Regions from separate parts of the Mus musculus genome. Here all the other regions are linked to region 1. The links are chromatin contacts, called in public HiChIP or PLAC-seq maps. All regions are on one chromosome and are shown on one strand. The core of a region is the stretch at or near the end of the contact, and the rest is flanking DNA. Distances in the headings are between cores, read along the strand shown. Region 1 overlaps Smpd3 (sphingomyelin phosphodiesterase 3, neutral). Region 2 overlaps Cdh1 (cadherin 1). Region 3 overlaps Cdh1 (cadherin 1).

Region 1 (4,250 bases), core at 782-3,281:
AGAAACTGCCAAGACAGATGTTTGCTTTAGGCAGATCAAAGGTCCACAGTGATCTTGGGAGCCATAGGTGGGGACTGGCTGAGACTTGACAGAGAGAGGACACCACTGTGCTCCGGAGGCTGACCTCTGCTGGAGCCACATCCTTCTGCACAGATGAGGGCTGAGGCAACCATACCTGCAAAGGCATCATGGGAAACTGCTCAGGTCTGAGCTCCTGGGGCTCCAGAAGCAGGAAACACAGAAGTCAGGCTGCTGGGCAGAGCCTGCTTTCCCCTAAGTAGATGGAGCATCAGCAGGAGCCGCTGAAGGCTTAAGAGGAAGCAGTGTGGTCTACTGTGTCATTCAGAAAGATCCCAGCAGTGAGCAGGCGAGCCAGAGGAAGGGGCGAGGTGCTGGAAAGTCAGGGGAGGCTGCTGTGGTCTGTGGCAGGAGAGGACCAGGCGGCTGGGCATGCCTGTGGCAATCCAGCTCCAGAGCCCCAGAAGCAGAGCTGCGGGCTTCTGAGAGGAGGCGGGATATGGAAGAGGATGATGGCTCGGTGACGCCTTGAGAGACCGCGCTGGTGTTAGGAAAACAAGAGGAAAAATGAACCTGAAGGGAAACTGTCAGTCAACTACATGGGGTCAAAGGTCATGAAGCACCTATGCTGGTTGTCCCATGAGGAGTCACCTGAGGGGTTTGAAGAGAGACAGGGGAAAGTTGGGCATTAAGAGTCAGGGCAACATCACAGAGCTCTCAAGAGGGACAGTTGTGAGAGCAGGGAGAGGGCAAGAAGCACAGTGACAAGGGACCAGGGGCAGAAAAGAAGGAAACAGAAATCAAGGAGCCGAAAGGAAAGCCTTAGAGTCTAGTCCTCTCTTCCTCTCTCCTGCCTTTCCTTTTCCTACCTGAGCAAGGTCTTGAACATGCTAAGCAATCAATCACTGGGCCACGTCTCCAGCCCCTGGATCTAATTTTTACTGCTGTTTGTGTGAAACAAGTTCCCATCACTATGTAGCTGAGGCTAGCTAGTTTTAACTTTCCTGCCTCAGCCTCCCGAGCGCTGAGATTGTGTGTATCACTACACGCAGTCTCCTGGGATTATTTCTTAAAGCGATTCTGACCAAAACCGCATGAACTGGGTTTTCATTAGTGCTGACGTCTTTACGGAGATTTTCTTTTGAAAACTTAACAGCAAGTCCACCCAGATACACTGCCCCCACTTCTTCTGTATGAATGGGAGTGCAGCCTCAAGCTGGGCTGTTCACTCCCAGCCAGCTAGAGGGCAGCTTCCGGATAGCACCAGCACACTGTGAATGGTTATGTAGGTTAGCCTAAGCTACATGCCGGTGTACTATCTTTAAACTAAACAAACCAGGGCTCGAGGAGCTGCCTCGGCAGTTAGGAGCATTGGTTCCTCTGCCAAAGGATCTGGGTTCACTTCCCAGCACCCCGCATGGCAGCTCGCAACGATCTGTAACTTCAGTTCCAGAGAGCCAACGCCTCTTCTGGCCTCCAAGGCATCAGACATATATACTGCATACAGACCTACATGTAGGCAGGACACCCACACACATAAAATAAAAAGTAAAAACAAGGCAAACAAACCACTCAGGGGGACTCAGTGGGTACAGAAGCACGCTCTCCTGCCCACAGTCCAGAGCCAATCTTCCTGTGTCTGTGTCCTTCTTGCCTGTAAGCAGTCACTGTGGTCACTAAGGGAGTGGCCTTGGGAGGCAGGAGTGGCTCTTGTGTGGCTCCATCTCTCTTGTGTCCACACTCAGTTCTCGATCTCTCTGCTCTACCTGCCTCTCCCTTGCTCACCGTTTGCCCTGCCCAGTCAATATGCAGCACCCTTCCATCCCCACACCCTCTGGAGGACACCTGCACCTTCCATACGTGCATGGTCACCAGCATTTCTCACCAAACACCTGCAGAAACCATATCTGACTCTGCTTCCCAAGTTCCTTGTTTAACTTCTCTGCCTTGACCCTGTCTGCTGTCCAACACTACTACCCCATAGTATCTGGCCACACCCAACCTCTTGGCTCTGGCCCCAAGCATGAAGCATAGGCTCTTGGCTCTGTCTCAACATGGGTCCACCTGTGAGGACCTGATCCTGCTGCTTCCTGCTTGTCTTCTGTAGGCCCTGCCGGCCCCTAGATCAACCTCTTATAGAGGTTTCTATCCATTCACATGGATTTTCTTCTCTGTGTTTATGGATTTCTTGTCTACTGACGTCAAACTCTTTCTCCCTGAGCAGAAAAATCTCCATTAAAAATGAAAAGCCTAAGGCTCAAGAGTCCCAGTGCCTCATGGTCCCAGAGGATCTGGGCACAAAGCAGGAGTGAACAGTGAAGGGATGAGTGAGCAGTGGGCCTCCTCCTAGCCTGGCGTCTGAGCAGAGAGACATTGCTATCATCACTGAAATGGGGATGAAGAAAGTGGAGTCCAGAGGTAGATCTGGATGTAGTCCTAGAAACCAAAGCCTGTCACTCATTAAGGCTGCGTTCTGGAGTCAAGCAGGGAGACCGATTATACAGAAAACCTTGCCTTCCTCTGCTGATCAAAATGGGATGGTCAGTGCTGTGGTTATCATCAGAGGCTGTCTGGGGCTGTGGATATAGCTTGAAGGTAGAGTGCTGGTCTGACAGGCATGAAGGCCTGTGTTCAATCCCTACAATCATAAGGAACCGACTGTGGTGGCTCATGCCTGAAATCCCAATATCTAAGAGGTTCAAGTAGGAAGAGCAAAAGTTCAAGGTCATCCTTGGCCACATAGTAAGGTCAAAGTCAGACCAGGATGTAGGAAACCCTATCTAGAAATCAAAGATGCTTTATGAGTCCAGTTATATAGTGGTAATCTGGGGCCCTGGCTGATGGAGTAGCTATAATCTCAAACCCCACAGGTCCATGTGGCAGAAGGAGAGAACTCTATGGAAGTTCTGACACCTGCTGTTAAGTGAACTGTCTCACAAGGGGACTAGGAAATGCAACCTTGAAGAGACGTCTGGACAAAGGGAAAAGTTTGCCCAGACTTTTACCAAAGTAAAGCACGCCCAATCCTTTCAGAAGTCACTGCTGTGTAGAAATGTATTTCATCCACACTAGCAATCTATGTACATAGGAACTGCTGCAGCCAGAGCCAAGACTCCTGCACGCTCTATCAGAACTACTCAGCAAGAGGCAAAAGTATTGTGAGCTGGAGGCCAGCCTGGGCTACATAATAATATTTTAGAACATCAAATCATAGTCACAGACAGGGCAATGGTGGCACACGCCTTTAATCTCAGCACTAAGAAGGCAGAGGTAGGCAGATCTCTGTGAATTTGAGGCCAGCCTGGTCTACAAAATGAGTTCCAGGATAGCCAGGGCTACAGTGAAACCCTGTCTCAAAAAAAAAACCAAAGCAAAACCGAAAGCCTCAGTCTCAAAAAACAAGCAGGACTAGGGTACTGGCTCAGTGTTTTAAATGACCGCTGTGCTAGTATGAGACCTAAACTTGGAGTTGTATTAGTGTGGCTGTCGCTGGGGTGGAGCACCATGACCAGAAGCAATTTGGGGAGGGGAGGGTTTCTTAGGCCTTCATATCCTGAGTCACAGTCCACTGAGGGAGGCCAAGGCAAGAATTCAACCAGGGTTGTCTGGTGGGGGCCTTCCTGGGACATTTAAGGCATGAACTGATGCAGAAGCAATGGAGTGTTGCTTACTGGCTTGCTCCTCATGGCTTGCTCAGCCTGCTTTCTTACAGAATCCAGAACCATCAATTCAGGGGTGTCACAACTCATGATGGGCTAGGCTCTTTCCCCATCAATTGCATCAATTAAGAAAATGCTCTGCAGTCTTGCCTATGACCTGATCTTTTTTTAAAAAATTATTTATTTACTTATTTTATGCATATGAGTGCACTGTAGCTGTCTTCAGACACACCAGAAGAGGACACTGGATCCCATTACAGATGGTTGTGAACCACCATGTGGTTGCTGGGAATTGAACTCAGGACCTCTGGAAGAGCAGTCACTGCTCTTAACCGCTGAGTCATCTCTTCAGCCCCCTATGGCCGGATCTTATGGAAGCATTTTCTCAGTTAGGGTTCCCTCTTCTCAGATGCTTCTAGTTTGTGTCAAGTTGACATAAAACTAGCTAGTATACCATGTAAAACCAGGTGTGGCAGCACACATCTGTAACTCCAGTGCTGGGAGACAGAGACAAGCAGGTCTGAGGGCTCACCAGCCAGCCAGCCTGGCCAGAACTGCGAACTCCAGGTTCCA
Region 2 (4,250 bases), core at 1,162-3,661, 360 kb before region 1:
TTTGTGTCCATCTCTTGAAAGCTGAAGACAAGAACTATAATGTTCTGTTTATTAGGTACAGAAGCCCTGGGTTGGATACACCTAGTCAGGCGTATACAGTAGGAGGCATTTAGCAACTCTTGTTCACAAATGAAATAGCAGAAACACAGATAGGTAAAGGATGTGGCCCAGCCACATGGCTAGGAACAGACAAGAGGCTGTGGTCTCTGTCTACACTGTGGCGAGTCGCCTAGGTTACCTGGCTATTAAGTGAAGATTAACAGGAAGTAGCTACAGCTACCAGCAAAAGATCATTCCGTAGACAAGGGCCTCAGAACCACAAGGATACTAACAGAAGAGGTTTGAACAAAGGAAGAAGTCTAAAGCCAGACTCAAGAACCTCCCTCCTACAAAGCATGCCTTTAGTCCCATCACTTGGGAGGCAGAGGCAGGCAAATTTCTGGGTTCAAGACCAGCTTGATCTTATACAGAGTTCCAGAGTTCTACACAGAGACACCTTGTCTTGAAGAACCAAAAGGAAAAAGAAAGAAAGAAAAAAACAAACAAAACCTCCACATTATGTCACCACTTGTCATAAACTGAAATAAGCTGTATTTCCCCTAATAGGTCACCCATCCCCACTCCTGCAAGGACCAGGAGCTCGAAAGGTCATACTACACAAGCAAACCCCCAGCCTGTGTTCCTAATGCCATAGATATGTGCGCCTGTGTTGAAAGGAGACTCTGGGGTGGGGGGGGGATTCCAAGGACAGGAAACTTATTTGCATTAAAGTTACCAGATTTTCTCCCAACTTCTCTTAAATGTCCTGGTCCAAAACAAAGTCACTAACTTCACTAATTCAGACCAGGAGGCCAGGTGTGGTGGCATACCCCTTTAATTCCAACACTCGGAGGCAGGAGGATCAAGAGGCTACAGAGCAAGTTGGAGCCTAGAGTGGACTCCTAGTGAGACTCTGTCTCAAAAAACAACATCAACAAAAACATCTCAAAGGAGGCCAGGGATAACACCCAGAGGAGTGCAGCAAGGAGAGCCCAGCAAAGGCACAGAAGGGAGAGAATTCACTCAGGCTCATTTAACCCTGACTTCTGAGAGTAAACAGGACAAAGGACACTCCATCATCACCCAGGACTGCCCCCCCACCCCCAGATGTAAGGTCATTCATGCTGACTGTAGACATTGGGGCAGTGATTATCTGCCCAGGTTCTACCTCGCCATGTGTTCCAAGCTCCATGGTAACTCCAGTGAGCCAACTACAATCAACAGGGTAAAACCTGCCATCAGCCTCAGACATGAGACGTGTTAATAGTCTTGCAGCTTGGTGAATGTGGTTAAACACATTCAAGGGTTCAGGCCCCAGTCTTGCCTCTCTTTTACACCACAGCTCACCTCTGCCAAGGGGCACTTCCCCCACTCACCCCCTCAAGAATGTAAGGATTCTTTCTCAAAAAATATGTGGGTTTCTTTCCTCCCAAGAGTTGTGACCCAAGGCAGCTGGGGTAACAAACACATATCAGACAGAGAAGGTAACAGGGACCAAGGTGGGTGGGACTGATTTAATCAAGGATAGCAGGGAAGGCTGGACTTCCAGAGACATGCTCAAGCCACAAGGCACAGGGTAGTGCAGAAGACCCACCCAAGCTCCTTGTGCCTGTCACAGCCTGGGTGCTGCACAGAAGAGCCAGGTGAGAACACAGCAGATGTGACCACAGTACTGGAATTGAAGTTACGGTAGCTGGTAGGTATTGAAGTCTACATAGGCTTGCAACCAGCAATGGCCCCTGTTCCTTCAGTTCAGAAGAGCTAAGATCTCCTCCATCTAAAGAGCCAAGATCGCCTCCATCTACTTGTCCTTCATGTCAAGACCAAGGAAAAGAAACAGCAGCTTGAAGTCATTTTCCTCTCCAGGCCCCTCTTAGACAGTCCAGTGTCCACAACCCAGGTTTCAATGTTCCTGGAGGCACTGTCCGGTGAGGAGGCAATTCTTTTAAGAGAAACTGAAATCCGGTGCAAGAAGATGGGGAATTTGTCCCTACCTGCTGTAATAGGGATAGGGTGGGGCCAGAAATGGGCCTGAAGAGCTGGCTCAGTTTTTAAGAGCACTTAACTTCTCTTCTGAAGATGTGGTTCAAATCCCAGCACCCTCCCCAGGTACCTCACATCTGCCTGTAATTCTAGTTTCAGGGGATCTGATATCCTCTCTTCTGGCCCAGCTGACACCAGCAGACAAAGGGAGACACATACAGGTTTAAAAAAAAAGAAAGAAAGAAAAAAAAAAAAAACCTTTGGCTTTCATGCCAAGTCAGGGCTGTGGTGTCCTGGCTTTTAGCTGCAAGCAGACAATACCACCGCACCCTACTGCCTAAATACAGGGGTGCTCTCTGGCACTGCCACTGGCTACAGCCCACGGAGCATTCCTGTGGCTGTTTGGGCGACTCCACGACTTGTTTGCTTATTGATTAGGAAGGAGGCTGCTTCTCTACTTTTCCCTTCTGTGGATTTTCCCAAGCCCAGAGAGAATCCTGTTCTAAATTCCATACAGCTGAGTCCCCCACCCTCAACCCCTGCCACCCCCCGACAAAAGGCAGGCAGGCAGGCCTGAGTGCCGCTGAGCCAGGCCCTCCTAGCCCTCTCTAGTCCTTAATGTAGCCTTATGAGCTCTCAGGCCTCCAGTCCCACTCGGGGACTAAAGCATGTTGACCAAAATGCCTATAATCACCCTCTCGGATCTGGTGTACAGTGCACATACTGTCCTGGTGTGCTTTGAAAACTACCCAGTCCTGGGTCCTAACTCCAACTAACTCAATACAGATATCCAGAGATGGAAGAGCCCAGGAATTGGCAGATCTTAAATTTTCTCCAAGCTCCTATAGAATCCAATGTGAGCAAAGAATCACCAATAAATAAATAAATAAATAAATAAATAAATAAAGTAAGTAAGTAAGTCATTGCATCAGGCATAAAGAGGGAAACATGACTCAGCAAAGGCTCAGAGATGTTAAATGCCTCTTCCAAGGTCACACAGCATAAATGGCAAGAGTAGGGCTCAAACACTGGTTGAATATAGACGACTCCCACACAGTCTTTCTCCAGCCTGACCTGCTGGGTTTGGGGAATTTCCTTCACTCCCTTGTCCGGGAATGGAAAGTGAGAACATAGTCCTTCCACTTACTAACCCTGATGGCTGGGTTCTAAAGTGACGGCACTCCGTCAGGACGTCTATTTTGCACTCCGACTGGGATTTGGCTTAGTTTTGAATATCAACAGCAATGCCTTCTGTATGTGCGTGGGAGGGAGTGTTACAAGGTGAAACTGCAGCGTTAGCTAACATGCCAGAGTGGAGATAGCAGATGCTGAATGACACAAAAGACCACACAGACCCCGTGCCATTCCTTTGTCACACTCGAACGTCCCAGATCAAAAAGATCTACAGATAGGACTTGGGAGATGGCGGGTGGCAAGGGGCACATTCCTTTTTAATAACTAAATATATGTTATATTTTTTTCATTTTCCTCAATGTGTGAGTGTTTTAGCTCCATGTCTGTCTGTCTGTACACCACATGGATGCTTAATGCCACAGAGGTCACAGAAAGGCATCATCAGATCCCTTAGAACTGGGGTTATAGATGGTGGTGAACCACCATGTGGGCGCTGGGAACAGAACCCGGTTCCTCTGTGAGAACAGCAAACGCTCTTACCTGTTGAGCCATCTCTCTAGTACCCATGAAAACGCTCCCAAGTTGATGGGGGATGGTTGCAAATTCTGTTCATATACCAAAGGCATTTGATTCACATGCGAAATGGGAATGATATGTGATAAGTGAATTAATACTTTTCTCTTCTCTTCCCTCCCCCTTCTCTTTTCAAATCTGCCTATAAAACAAAAACAAATAAAAAGGTGGCTGAGAGATGGAGAGATGGCTTGGCTGGAGGGTTAACTGGAGAGTTAAGAGTGCTCACTGCTCTTACAGAGGACCTGAGTTTGGTTCACAGAACCCTGGGGCAGCTCACAACCACCCTGTAACTCCAACTCTGAAGGACCTAATGCCCTGTTCTGACACCTGAGGGCTCATGCACTCATGTGGTATACATGCATACACTCAGGCACACATGCAGACACGTGCATACACTCAGGCACACATGCAGACACATGCAAACACCCAGGCACACATGCAGACACCTATACTTTAAAACAAAACAAACCTCTAAAAGTCTTACAATGAATCTATTGTTGCCAGGATGGATAAATTAA
Region 3 (4,250 bases), core at 617-3,116, 350 kb before region 1:
AATAGTAAACACGTGACCCTGAGGCGGCAGAGTGCTGGGTAGTGAATAGCATTAGTAAAATCCCCACCATTACATAGTTATGCTATGCATTATACAAGACAGATCTTACCCGGGGAGTGGGGGAGTGCAAAGATGCAAAAATGCTCCTCATGGAGCTGTGTAGGTGGTGACACACATGACTGAAATCTCTGCCCTCTATTGTGCAATGTTGTCCACCCAAGCATTAGTTGGTTATCTAGTAAAGACAATTGCAAATGGGAAGTCTAGCACATTAGAGTGGTGGGAGCTACAATGAAGCAAGAACTCTCTGGAGGAGCCAGGCACCCCACTAATGGCCAGCACACTGAAGTCCAGCAGGAGGGCTGATCAGATTTCCCTCTTTATTTTGCCTGGCAGGAACAGAGGCAAATTTGTGGTCTGCTTTCTGCAGAGTTCTAAGCTGTATGGCACTCACTTTGCCACTCAGCCCTCCTCCTCTTATCTTTATTTTCCCTTTGTTTTCCCCCTTGTGCCTGAGATACGGATGTCAACAAATTCTTCACTGGAGCAGGTAAGGATGGAAGGAGGGAAGCAGCAAAGGAGCAAAGTTCTCAGTTTAGTCTTGAAAAGAGGGCATCGGCATCAGGACACAGGAAATTCCCACTGCTGGGAAAAATTCTAAATTTCTCACTTTTCCAGCACGCTCCTGGTTGTCCAATATCACTGTTCTATTGCTGAAGAGGCATGTGACTTAAGGAACTCATATCCAAAAAAGCGTTTAACTGGGGACTTGTCTAACAGTTTCAAAAGTTTGGCCCATTAATCATCATGGTGGCTTGAATGGTGCTGGAGCAGTAGCTGAGAGCTACAACCTGATCCAAAGAGGCAGACAGACAGACAGACAGACACATACACACACACACACACACACACTGGTCTTGACATGGGCTTTTGAAACCTCAAAGCCCACCTCCAGTGACATACTTCCCCCAACAAGGCCACACCCCTAATCCTTCTAATCCTTTCAAATGATGCCACTCCCCAGTGAGTAAGCATTCCAGTTTATGAGCCTAATAGGAGCCATTCTCTGGTCTGGCTCATCAGGCTCCATCATAAGAGAATCAAATGGCCTTCCACAGTAATAGTATCTCAGAGATCTCCAGATCAGTATTGATGACCAGAGATAGAGGCCAAAGTTTCCTCAATGAGAAGGTTAGACCTGTGACCCCAGCACTCAGAGGACTTACAGTCAGAAGACTAGGTGCTAAAGGCCCTGGTGGCTAAAATAGTGAGTTTGGGGTCAACCGAAGCTACATGAGACCCCCCTGTCAAGGAAAGATAAGAGACAGAGACACAAAGACAGAGACAGAGAGAACTAAAGTAAACCTGTCACTGGTTAACTTGTTACAAGCAAAACAAATAAATGTGAAAAACCCTCAGGCTCATGACTAATTGCCCTTTCTAAAATACCAGGCAAACAACTTGGCAGTGGTGGTGCGTGCCTTTAATTCCAATACTCAGGAAACAGAAGCAGGCAAATCTTGAGTTTGAGGACAGTCTAGTCTATAGCATGAGTTCTAGGACAGCCGGGGGAAAAGAGAAACCTCAAAACAATAAACAACCCCCCCCCAAAAAGTACCAGGAATACATTTAAAATCAAATATCTGTAACGCATTATGTGTTCCCTAGACCTGCTATCAAACCCCAAAATCAATGAATCATAAACTAAATCAGCACACACACACACACACCCATAGGAAAGCAAAATAACGCCCCATCTGTAGTAAAGAAAGTCCTGAAATTCTTGGCCCTGCCCAAAAGTGAAACTGTAGCTGTCTTATCTCCATGTTTGATCTGGTCTCTGCTCAGTTTGAGTTTCACACTGGCTTCTCCCAGGGCTTAGTTCACCGTAGATTTTTAACACTGGGCTGGGCAACTCATAAACTAGGGAGCCGTGTTTATGGATGGAACAGTCCAAGGTCACGGGAGTTAATTTGTAAAGTCACCCACTGGTGTGGATTAACCAAGCCACTCTCCCAGCGAGAAGAAAAGGCAGACTGAAGGCTGGATGGACAGAGCCAGGTCCCTTGGCCATCCAGCCTCTTCAACTCTGGAATTCTGTCACACATCTTACATAGCCTGCTTGCCTGCTTAAATCTGTTCTTCAGAACACACGACTCTCAGCACCCGGGAAGCAAAGGCACAAGATCGGGACCAGCCAATCTACATGACTTCCAGTCACTCAGAGCTCAAAAAGAAAAAAGAAGCGGGGAGAAGGACAGGGAGGAGGAGGGTACAGTGTACTGTCATTGTTGCCCTACATTTCTACCTGGAAGGACCCTGAGATTCATCCCCACTTTAGACCTGATTCTACTTCAGGGGTGAATCAACACTTCAAGGAGAATTTATATCCCTCAGGGGGGAAATGTGTGCCCATAAACAGATAAAGGGGAATTCAGAGTTCAGTGTTATCCTTGGCTACATAGCACACTTGAAACAACTGTGTGTGTGCAAGGCATACAGACACACTTACACATTGGCACACTTGCACACACACACACACACACACACACACCTTGTCTACAACTTGAAGTGGCTTCTCCTCACTCCCCAAGTCAAGAACCATCAGGGAGAGTTTCTAAATAAACCATCAAACCATCAACTACCAACAGGTCTCTGGCCTCCGTTCCTTAAGATGGACAGGCCTGTCAGGGTCTGTGCTTTGGGGGCAAACAATGTCTCTCTATGTAGCCCTGGATGTCCTGGAACTCACAGAGATCTACCTGCTTCTGCCTCCTGAGTACTGGGATCAAAGGCCTGAGCCACCACATCCAGCGAGAGTCTACGCTTTTAAGCTTTCTAGGTGAGGCACTCCCCAGCGTAGGCTTGAGAACGTGCGTTCTGGTCCAGATGATCCTTATAGTAGGACCAAAAAGACAGTCCACAGCCCTAGGCCAAGAGGTAGAGGCAGGCAGACCGTTAGGAGTTTGAGGCTATCCTAGTCTACACAGTGAGTTCCAGACCGCCCAAGGCTAGTAAAGACCCTGTCAAAAGAAAAAGAAACAAAAGGGGAGAAAAAAGGAAGGAAACCTACCTAGCCTACAAGAGGTCCCATGTCCACCCTCAGGGCTATAAAAATAAGTGAAGTTAAAATGCCCAGTCCTTGACAGACCTCATCCCAAATATTTACGTCAGAGTCCCTAGGAATGGATTTTTCCTTAGGTACCACCACCCTGTAGAAATACACTGAGGAGCACAGGGGGTGGCACACACCTGAAATCCCAACAGAGGCAGACAGATACAGATGTAAAGGCTAACCCGGAGTGTGGGGGAGCAGAGCTTAGTAGTTTAGCAGTAAAGTGTTTGCCTAGGAGACAGGTGGCTCTAGACTCATTCCCAGCACTGAAGAGACAGACTAGCAGCTCATTAAAAGTAAAGGCTTTCCCCAGAATTCGGCAGAAAGCCCTTTAACAATTGATTAATTACTCAGCATTTCCAAAGATGGAGCTACAGACAAAAGGATTAAGAGGCTGCCTCCCTTTCCCCATTCATCTGGCTCCTTAGTCTCCCCTGTAGGTTCACCTCACCCTTCCACCCACTACCCTAGCCTGCCTTTCTAAACCTCAGTCTCCTGTTTGTAAAGAGGGGCAGAAAGGACTGCAGCAATAAAGGAATTGGACGTGGGACGCCCCCTGTCTCATCTCAATCCTTTGTCTCCTCCGCATTGGACCTATTGATTGCTATTGATTGATTCTGCATAATCTGCCTCTCCTCCCCACCTGATGCCAGGAGGAACAGGTTGCCCACATTTTCACAGGGGACTCTGCAGACTCTCTGGGCTGGTGCAGGATGGGCTGTTGGGTACGCTTAAGAGTGAACAGAAGCCGGGCAGTGGTGGCGCACACCTTTAATCCCAGCACTCGGGAGGCAGAGGCAGGCAGATTTCTGAGTTCAAGGCCAGCCTGGTCTATAAAGTGGGTTTCAGGATAGCCAGGGCTATACGAGAAACCCTGTCTCAAAAAAACCAAAAATAAATAAATAAATAAATAAATAAATATTACAAATAAATAAAGGGTGGCCAGAAAGAGGGCATCAGCCGCGTGCACGTGTGCGCGCACGCATGTACACACACACACACGTACACACACGTACACACACACACACACACACACACACACACACACACACACACACACACACACGATGGTTATAAGAACAAAGCCAGGAAAAGAATCCGACTTTCCTGTAATGACCTCCCCTCCTGTCTCTGG

The links. HiChIP or PLAC-seq counts read pairs in DNA pulled down with a chosen protein or histone mark.
Region 2: an HNF4G HiChIP or PLAC-seq map of pancreatic cancer cells shows a contact between it and region 1. The contact joins two enhancer-like sites. A contact is called at or near these places in 2 of 484 Hi-C or Micro-C datasets (the CH12 cell line and bone marrow-derived macrophages), 2 of 115 datasets of contacts at active chromatin or transcription factors (embryonic stem cells and pancreatic cancer cells) and 1 of 9 other capture datasets (adipose tissue).
Region 3: a FOXA1 HiChIP or PLAC-seq map of pancreatic cancer cells shows a contact between it and region 1. The contact joins two enhancer-like sites. A contact is called at or near these places in 1 of 39 promoter capture datasets (hippocampal neurons), 1 of 115 datasets of contacts at active chromatin or transcription factors (pancreatic cancer cells) and 1 of 9 other capture datasets (pancreatic islet).

What each region holds. Positions count from the first base shown.
Region 1 is chr8:106,274,677-106,278,926 of GRCm38.p6, reverse strand. The region is part of intron 2 of Smpd3 (sphingomyelin phosphodiesterase 3, neutral); the gene reads left to right. Among named protein-coding and RNA genes, the nearest start is that of 4930506A18Rik, 5.4 kb to the left of the region's middle. Within about 2 kb of position 2,031, at least 13 of the 459 cell types and tissues checked have an H3K27ac peak or open chromatin away from gene starts, as enhancers often do. A contact at or near this core is called in pancreatic cancer cells, where this site is marked.
Region 2 is chr8:106,639,267-106,643,516 of GRCm38.p6, reverse strand. The region is part of intron 2 of Cdh1 (cadherin 1); the gene reads right to left. Among named protein-coding and RNA genes, the nearest start is that of Cdh1, 38 kb to the right of the region's middle. Within about 2 kb of position 2,411, at least 52 of the 459 cell types and tissues checked have an H3K27ac peak or open chromatin away from gene starts, as enhancers often do. A contact at or near this core is called in pancreatic cancer cells, where this site is marked.
Region 3 is chr8:106,620,892-106,625,141 of GRCm38.p6, reverse strand. The region is part of intron 2 of Cdh1 (cadherin 1); the gene reads right to left. Among named protein-coding and RNA genes, the nearest start is that of Cdh1, 20 kb to the right of the region's middle. Within about 2 kb of position 1,866, at least 67 of the 459 cell types and tissues checked have an H3K27ac peak or open chromatin away from gene starts, as enhancers often do. A contact at or near this core is called in pancreatic cancer cells, where this site is marked.